3 separate regions of the Mus musculus genome follow, and regions 1 and 2 are each linked to region 3. A link is a contact called in public HiChIP or PLAC-seq data. All regions are on one chromosome and are shown on one strand. Each heading gives the region's core, a stretch centred on a gene start, on an enhancer-like site or on the middle of the called end of the contact. The rest is flanking DNA. Distances are from core to core; before and after follow the strand shown. Region 1 holds the start of Vat1l (vesicle amine transport protein 1 like). Region 2 has its middle 17 kb from the start of Nudt7. Region 3 holds the start of Terf2ip (telomeric repeat binding factor 2, interacting protein).

What was found. HiChIP or PLAC-seq counts read pairs in DNA pulled down with a chosen protein or histone mark.
Region 1: an H3K4me3 HiChIP or PLAC-seq map of pro-B cells shows a contact between it and region 3, with 8 times the contacts expected there. The contact joins the promoter of Vat1l here to the promoter of Terf2ip in region 3. A contact is called at or near these places in 1 of 39 promoter capture datasets (hippocampal neurons) and 3 of 115 datasets of contacts at active chromatin or transcription factors (embryonic forebrain, large pre-B cells and pro-B cells).
Region 2: a contact with region 3 is called in an H3K4me3 HiChIP or PLAC-seq map of embryonic forebrain, with 5 times the contacts expected there. The contact joins the enhancer-like site here to the promoter of Terf2ip in region 3. A contact is called at or near these places in 2 of 39 promoter capture datasets (3T3-L1-derived adipocytes and pre-B cells), 3 of 115 datasets of contacts at active chromatin or transcription factors (embryonic forebrain, embryonic limb bud and large pre-B cells) and 1 of 9 other capture datasets (liver).

The regions. Positions count from the first base shown.
Region 1 is chr8:114,204,221-114,206,920 of GRCm38.p6, reverse strand. Vat1l (vesicle amine transport protein 1 like) reads right to left here and starts at 1,281. Exons shown (of 9, transcript NM_173016.3): 1 at 979-1,281. The coding sequence starts at 1,205. Gm30272 (a long non-coding RNA gene) reads left to right here and starts at 1,287. Exons shown (of 3, transcript XR_388052.4): 1 at 1,287-1,667; 2 at 2,082-2,179.
Region 2 is chr8:114,114,892-114,117,591 of GRCm38.p6, reverse strand. No RefSeq gene overlaps it. Among named protein-coding and RNA genes, the nearest start is that of Nudt7, 17 kb to the left of the region's middle. Within about 2 kb of position 1,276, at least 30 of the 459 cell types and tissues checked have an H3K27ac peak or open chromatin away from gene starts, as enhancers often do. A contact at or near this core is called in embryonic forebrain, where this site is marked.
Region 3 is chr8:112,010,034-112,012,733 of GRCm38.p6, reverse strand. Terf2ip (telomeric repeat binding factor 2, interacting protein) reads right to left here and starts at 1,375. Exons shown (of 3, transcript NM_020584.2): 1 at 592-1,375. The coding sequence starts at 1,252. Kars (lysyl-tRNA synthetase) reads left to right here and starts at 1,380. Exons shown (of 14, transcript NM_053092.3): 1 at 1,380-1,524. The coding sequence starts at 1,466.

The DNA.
Region 1 (2,700 bases), core at 32-2,531, 2.2 Mb before region 3:
GACAAGCTTTCTCACTTACACACTACTGGGGAAATCTCTGCTGTTCTAGGCACTGGCAAGTTTCCCCAGGAGAATAGCGGACCTCTTAGAGTGTGGGCTCCTTCTGCGGCCACCACAGGAGTTCGTTCCTAAGGAATAGGATGGGGCTTTCCCAGCCAGGAGGAAAGCAGAAGATGCAGTGGGGGAGAGAAGGCTGCATCCCTGGTCTCACCTTTCACCCAGCTTAGAGGCCGAGGATTTAACCCTCTTGATTCTCAGTTCCTTCTCTCACAGTAAGTACTGGGAAGGAGATACACAAGGGCATGCACCCTGCCTTCAGCCCCATTTGGACGCAGAGAGGTGAAAAGGGAGATCAAGTGTCAAGTGGCAGCCACACCACTTACTGGCAGCTCAGCGATCTTGGCAGATCATTTATTTTCCCCCATCCACTGTTTTTCTCACCTCTAAAGCTGGGCACCTGACTTACTGGGTCTCAGGAAGTATTAAACGGGATCGTATATGTAAAACTCCAGAAAGAAAGAAAGAAAGAAAGAAAGAAAGAAAGAAAGAAAGAAAGAAAGAAAGAAAGAAAACAAACTAGCACCAGGAACTACGTGTATATACACGGCGATTGTTATTTTTTTTAACCATGCTAACGATCAAGTCCCACCCTTACGTCCCTCCCAGTGTTAGGAGCTGAGTTGTCCTACAAGAGGGGCACAAGGCAATTTTCCAGACCTCAAGTCCTAGGCACCACTATCCTTCCTGTCACCCTACATCTGGTGTGGGGAGAAGGACCACCTCTGAGCATCCTCCCCAGGCTCCAGTGGCTTGGGCTACCCGGGAGGTTCTGAGAGCCAAGTGTGAATGCAGAGAGGGTGCTCGCTGACTGTGGGTGCTGGGTACCTGGGGCAGCATCCCCAATCTAGGCTCTCCCACCCACTGCCGGTGCGCCCAGCGCGGAAAGAGAGAAAAACCAAAAAGTCGTGGATACTGGACCAGGCTTTGACGCGGATCTTGAGCTCGCCGTCCTGTGGCTCCGGCATGGCCTTTCTAGAGAGCCTCAGCTTGTTGAGTCCGCCGAAGCCGGCCAGCACCACAGCGCGCATCTCCTGGGCATCCCCGAGGCGGTGGGAGCCGTCGCCGCCCTCAGCAGGTTCCTTGCTGGTCTCCTTCTCAATCATTTGTTCGGTCTCCTCCGCTTTCTCTACGCCTTCCTTAGCCATGGCGCTCGAGGGGCCGCGGGGCGCACAGGCTGCGGTTGTGAAGGGGTCGGGTCTGCTCTCCCGCGGGTTCCTCCTGTTGAATGTGGGATGCTCTTCAGTGCAATGGCTGCAACCTCTGTGAGCGGAGCCGCGGTCCACCGCCTCCGCCGTAATCCTTAGAGGAGCCGCGCCCTAGCGCCCCACCCCCTCCCTCACATTTCCTCCTACTTACTCCAAAACAAATCTCAAGTCCACCTTTTGTGCTAGTACTAAGTCAGGCTATTTGTCTCAACACTAAAAACAGATTTCCCCAAGACTCTTGAATACAAACACAGAAGAAGAGGCCGGATGGCTACTCCAACCCCTACAATGGGCAAATACTTGGGTATATACGGCACAGACTCTGGCGCCTTGAAATGGACAGAGACGAATGTCTGGGCCTGGAGGATGCTGCGAGAGACAAGGTTGCCTCTTCTCCCGCGGGTAGGCAGGGATGGGAGGGATAGCTGGGAAATTGGGCTGTTTCCCATCTGCTGGTTCTGAGTGGAGCGGCAGGGAGGTGCGGGAAGTTAAAGATACATCCCAAGTAAGGCTCCAAAGAGCCAGGTCCAGTCTTTTCCATCTGGACGCCACCCCCCACCCCCACCCCTGTCACTAGGGATGCTGTTTCTGGACTTCTGTGGCTTCCTTATGACAGTTAGTTCTCAGTACCCATGCTTTTTTTTCTAGGAAAGAGGCTCCCAGAACAAGCCTGTTTCCTGCTAGGACCTCCAGAGGACCAAATTCTCTCTCTCTCTCCTCTCTCTCTCTCTCTCTCCCTCTTTCTCTCTCTCCCTTTCTCCCCCCTCCCTCCTCCCTCCCCCCTCCCCTCCCCACACCTGCCTTTTGTTTTGCAAGGTTACAGAAAAACAACAACAACAACAACAACAACAACAAAAAAAACGAGTACTTTCCCCAGCAGTGTTTGGTGACACATCTGTAGTATGGAAGCTGAGGTAGGGCGACCCTGTCTTAAAAAACCTAAACAAGAATTTAAAATTGCTGGGCGCGTGCGTGCGTGTGTATGTGTGTGTATGTGTGTGTGTACGCGCGTGCGCGCAACGCCTTTAATTTCAGAATTCCAGCAACCAGGAGGCAGATGAATTTCTCATGAATCTGAGGATAGACTGGTCTACATAGTGAGTTCCAGGGTGGCCAGCTCTACATAGTGAGACCCTTTCTCCAAAAATAAAATAAAAAAATAACAAAACTACAGATGCAATCCAATCATATCCATCACATAATAAATTCTGATTCTTAAAAAAAGGTCATTTGTGCTATCTTAAAAGGCGAGATAGGAGTTGCCTTGTGCGGTGTAAGAGATCCAATTTCTCAGCTCAGGTGCCTGTGTCAGTTTAGGCAGCTCCCATCCTTGAGCTCTCAGAGATGGTGAAGATCTCGGTCCCAGTGAGAGAGGCTATCAGGACACAGTGATCTCAGGAGTATGGCAAATTGAGCCCAGGACAATCAGTCTCTC
Region 2 (2,700 bases), core at 27-2,526, 2.1 Mb before region 3:
GATAGTGATTGCTCCTCTTCCCAGAATCTATCAAGGGTCAGTAGTCCAAAATCTATCAGAGGTCAATATTTGTTCTAGGCTCTGAAACTGATGGTCTGAAACCTACTATTGGTTTCAGATCCTGGGACAAAGAGTAAAGAATAATGCACTGTAAATCCCTCCCCTTTTCTTGACTGATTGCTGATAGAGCCAGTCTTATGTATGTCACTGGATCATGGGACTGATCATAATAAAATCCATGGATCAGTCCCATGATTCAGTGACATACAGGATGAAGGCACACAATAAGGGACAGTATAGTGTTCAGATATGGGGAGTGTGTGTCGTCGTCCCCCCCCCCCCCCCGTTTCTAGCTTGGTGGCCCTGGGCAGATTCTACCTGTTCTACCTGTCTGAGCTGCATTTCCCTTGTCTGGAAAATAGAGATGATGGTTAGACTTCACTCGTTGGGCTTTTTGGTGGTGGTGGTGGTGGTGGGGGGGAATGAATAGATAAATCATATATGGAATGCATTTAATGTTGGATCTGGTGCCAAGTTATATTTATATATGGAAAATCATCTAGCATGCTCCAGACCCTGGGATAGATCCTTAGCCAAATAAATAAATAAATAAATAAATAAATAAATAAATGCATTTCCAGTTGTCAATTTATACCTGAGTTTTTATTTCACACAGCTACTTGTTAGCTAGCTCCAAAATCCTGGCCAGAGCGTGTCATCTGTAAACCTGTACCTCTTCTTCCCCCCCCCCCAAACTGGAAAAGAATCTGTTAAGCCCAAGATGTACAACCAATAACTGAAGTTGTCTATCTAAAAGGCAGCTCAGCAAATGGGGGAGGGGTAAAGGTTGGTGCACGAACAGTGCCAAAGACATTAGACCCAGAGCTCTAACCCTAGAGTTCCTTTGTTGCCTCTCTCACAGAAATAAATATTTAAGTTTGCACTTAAGCAGGGAAATGCATTATAACAGGACATAGGATTGAGGCTAACCAGGACAGGTAGATTTTAGGAAAGCAGACCTCAAGTGGATCCTATTGGTTGAGGGAAAGAACCAGAACTGTTGAGCTGCAAAGGAGCATCAGGAAGCAAGCAGGTAGCTGCTGGTAGGGAGGGAGAGGTGGAGAGAGGAAGGGGCTGGGACCATAACAGAATTTAGGGCTTTGGTTTCTATTGCAATCTAAGCATCCCCAGTGATCTCTCCATTAGCTGCCTGCATCTTAGTTGCCATATTTGTGGAAACAGTGTTTACCCAGCAGCTGCTACAATGAAGCATCAGCTTTGTGATTACTCCTCTTGCTAACAGCTGTTCCTCCTGAACCCGGGTTACCTAATTTGGTGAGGCTGGTGTGCAGACAAATGGGCTTTGATATGATAAATGGGCCATGAAAGGGAAAAGAAAAGACTCTCAGAGCTCATTTCCATTCCATCCCAGAGAAAAAGCATAAAAGGTCCCCAGCTGTGAAAACCCCGGCAGATTAGAAGCAGGTTTCTTGTGACTGTCAGCTTGGCTGGGGGATCATCCTGCCAGCCCAAGTGCTAGTGATTTGAAAATTTTATACTGGTCTTTCTCTTAGGACACACAGACACTTTCTAAACATTTCCCCCAAAACTTGAGGAGGCGGAGAGGCTAGGATATTATTGCGCAATTAAAAAGTCATTTTAGAAGAACTGTTTTAATAATCTGTCATGGGCTGCATGGCTGAAACTTCTTCAGAAGGAGTTGTTACCTGAGCACTGGACAGCTTGGTGTTTGCAAACATGGTATATCATCTTCATAGGTTGCCCTTGCAGCGTCCATCCAAGGTGTGTGGTCATCCTGTCGTCGTGCCCTCTGTTCTGTGTCCCTCTCTTCCCCCCACCCCCCATCTTGCTCATGTTCTGAAGCTGGCCTGAGTGGTTCCGTTGGAGATGCAGCTGTAACTCCCTAGAGGTGGAAAGTTTTGGTTTGGTATTCAATCGGGAGAACTGAGGCGGTTTGTCTTTTGGGTCAAGAGATTTATTAGCCCTCTAGGGTTGCAGGAACAGATTCCCTTTTCTCTTGATTTAAACAATAAGAAGGCAAGAAAAGCAAGGTATCAGTACTCCACTGGATTTTATTGAATGCAGAAGTACACGTACACACACACACACACACACACACACACAGAGAGAGAGAGAGAGAGAGAGAGAGAGAGAGAGAGAATCCAAGTTTGCCTGGAAACACAGAGTTTCAGAGTTTTTTCTACAGCCCAGGTCCTTTTGCCTAGTGATGTATAAAGCCACCCACAATGGGCTGAGCCCTCCCACATCATCATCAATTAAGACAATCCCCCACAGACATGGCCACAGCTGTTGGCACTGTGGGAGGGAGGTTGTAGAAACTTTGAGGGAGGAGGCCCGGCTGGTGGAGGTGATACTGGGAAAGGGCCTCTATGGAGGATTGCTTTCTGGTTCACTTCCTGCCCAAGCTCCCAGCTTCCTGATCATTTGAGGTGTGACAAACCCTGCAGCAAGCTTCTGCCACCTTGACCTAGCTATCTTCCCTACTGTGATAGACTGTACCCCTTTAATTGTGTGACAAAGAAAGCTCCCATAATTTGGCTTCTGTCAGGCACTTCATCCCAGCAAAGAGAAAACTAACAGAGCAACAGTGGCTACCATGACCCATGTCTAGCTTTGGTGCCCTCTTTTATACTTTTTGAAGGTGCTGGAAGAATTCAC
Region 3 (2,700 bases), core at 126-2,625:
CTCAAATAAAAAAGATGGAGGATGAGAAGAAGAGGAGGAGGAGGAGGAGGAGGCGCAAGAAGAGGTGGAGGAAAAGGAGAAAAGGAGAGGAGGAAGGAAGGAAGGAAAAAGGGGGAAGGGAAAATATCTTTGAAATTTCTGAAAACAGAAACAGGTTACCCTGTTACCTCCTGGGTATGGTGGGTAGGAAGGGTAGAAGATTTCCATATATACTGTACTGTGTTCCTTTTGAACACAGAGCCGTTTTTGTAAACTAGTTACTGTTCCGTAGTCTCAGTCACTCCGAAGGCAGGAGAATATTTCAGGCATAGAGTTTGGGGACAGCCTGGGCGACACAGCGAAGAGACTCAAGTTCCCCGCCCTCCCAAACCCAAATCCATCAACGAACAAACATCCAGTCAACGGGAAGGAAAAGTTAAATGAAAAGACAAATTAAAACCAGAAAACAAGGGATAAGAGGAAACGGTGCACTTTCGCTTCGGACCTCAACAGAGAAGAGGGGCTGAGCTATGCCACCCACGGCGCCCAAAAAGACGCTCGCTGACAGGCAGGCAGCCCCGCCCCCCGGAGCCCCGAAGGTGCCGGCCTCACCTCCGCTATCCGCGGCCTCGGGGTCCTGCTCCGCCTTCCGTTTGAGCTTCTGGGAGGACGGGCTGACCGGGGCGTTCCCGAGCAGGTACTTGTGCTCCTGACCCCGTAGGTGCTTGAGGTAGCGGTCCTTGAGCGACTGCCAGGAGTGCTGCGTGAGCGAGCTCTTCTCCATCGCTTTCCACAAGGCATTGCCTGTGACCGAGCTGGGCGAACGGGCGTTCTCCTTCACGTAGGTCAGGATGGCCACATCTTCCGCGTCGGTGTAGGCGATGCGCCCGGTCAGGGGCTGCGGCTCCGGTTCCGTGGAGCCCTCGGTGGAAGCCCCGGGCTTCGGATCGGACGCCTGCTCCGTCAGGCCCAGCCGATAGGCCTCCAGGTCCAGCTTCTCGTTGCGATCCACGCAGTCTAGGATGTACTGCGTGGAGATGAAGTCGCCCGAAGCCTCGGCCAGCGCCTCCCCGGGCTGGGCGAGAAGCACGGCTCCGGGTTCCTGCACCCGACACACGGTGCCGCCGCCGTGCAGGATGAGCGTCGACAGCCGGCGCTTGGCCGAGCTGGGCCGCACGTAAAACGACATGGCGCTGCCGTCTTCTCTCACGAACAGAGTGGAGGAGTGAGTGGGCCCATTGGGGTCTTTACCCAGATCCATCGCCTCCGCCATACCTGTCGCCCCGCTGTACAAGTAAAGCGCAGAAACGACACCACTAAGACGGACTCTCCGCCGGAGGAGCCCAGCACTGCGCCTGCGCAGCGAGAGTCCGGCCGAGGGCCCGCCCTCTTTCCCGGAAGAGGCAGGACTTAGAGCCACGACCTGGAAGTTCTAGTTCTACGCTAGTCATAATTTTTTTTTTTCTGGGTCGGGCCAGTGGGGAAGATGGCCACGCTGCAGGAGAGTGAAGTCAAAGTGGATGGCGAGCAGAAACTAAGCAAGAAGTAAGTGTCGTTGAAGATCTCTAAGTGTCTCTTGTTGCAGTGTTCCGATGGGAAGTGCCTGGAGTTTTCCCGCCAAGGCGACTGTGCCTGGGGTCCCTCTTGTCTTTTCCGGTGGGTGAGCACATGCTGGGACAGAGATGCAGTGCCGTAGAACCTACAGCCTCCAGGATGCCCCAGGAGGATCAACTGCGTGGCTGATGGGTTCCCTGGTCCTAGCCGTAGGGACGAGCATACCTAGGGAAAGCCAGCACAGAAACCGGGAATGGTAGCAAAGAAAAGTGAAACTAACTTTTCCCTACCTTCTAAGAAATGCTCTTTTAATTGAACCACTCCCCCAACGGATAGACTGGAAAATGGTTAAATATCTTTGTTCTTAAAAGAAGAACCTTTACATTATCCTTGGCCTATCCAAGGTTATTCTGCACCTTGGGTGTTAAAAGGGGGTACGTTCTGAAACAATAGTGTACCTACCCATATGTGTCACTCAAAGGATCTGTGACACGGGAGCAAGTGGCCTTATTTAGCGGGATACACCAGGCTCCCTTTGCACTGCTGGGGGTATCTTTGTAAAACACTCCAAATCCCAGAATTGAGTAGGCAGATAAGATTACCCTCCCTTTAACTGGTTGCTTTTAGGACTACACTCTAGTCCACTTGACCCACAGAACACTAGCAATGACTTGAATGTCTTCTTAGTGCCTGGAACTACATAGTACCCTCCAAAGCTGTAGGAAATAACTAGTTTAAGCTGTCACATACCATGGCTGCTTTCGTTAGTACCCTAGCAATAAATAAATCCCCTTATTGATCCCCGAGGGAAATACCAGAAACCTTCTAGATAATAACTGGGTTTCCTTTTTATGGCTGTGTTTCTGCTTTGTGTGGTTTAGAAGGATTTTAAAGAAAATGTTTAAATTTATGGGTTGCAGGCTCCCTGGTTGGTTGTCCTTTGTGTGAGCAGTTTAGTGGATTCCTTAGCGGAGGATGGGTGAGTTTATTAAATCAGTAGTTGGAATTTTGAGTCACAAGCGAAAGAAAGTACCTCAGTTTTCAGGTAATTTAAGGAAGCCTTACTGCTGCTTTCAAGTCACTTTTCTTTCTTTCTTTTCTTTTTTTTTTTGGTTTTTCGAGACAGGATTTCTCTGTGTAGCCCTGGCGCCCTGGCTGTCCTGGAAC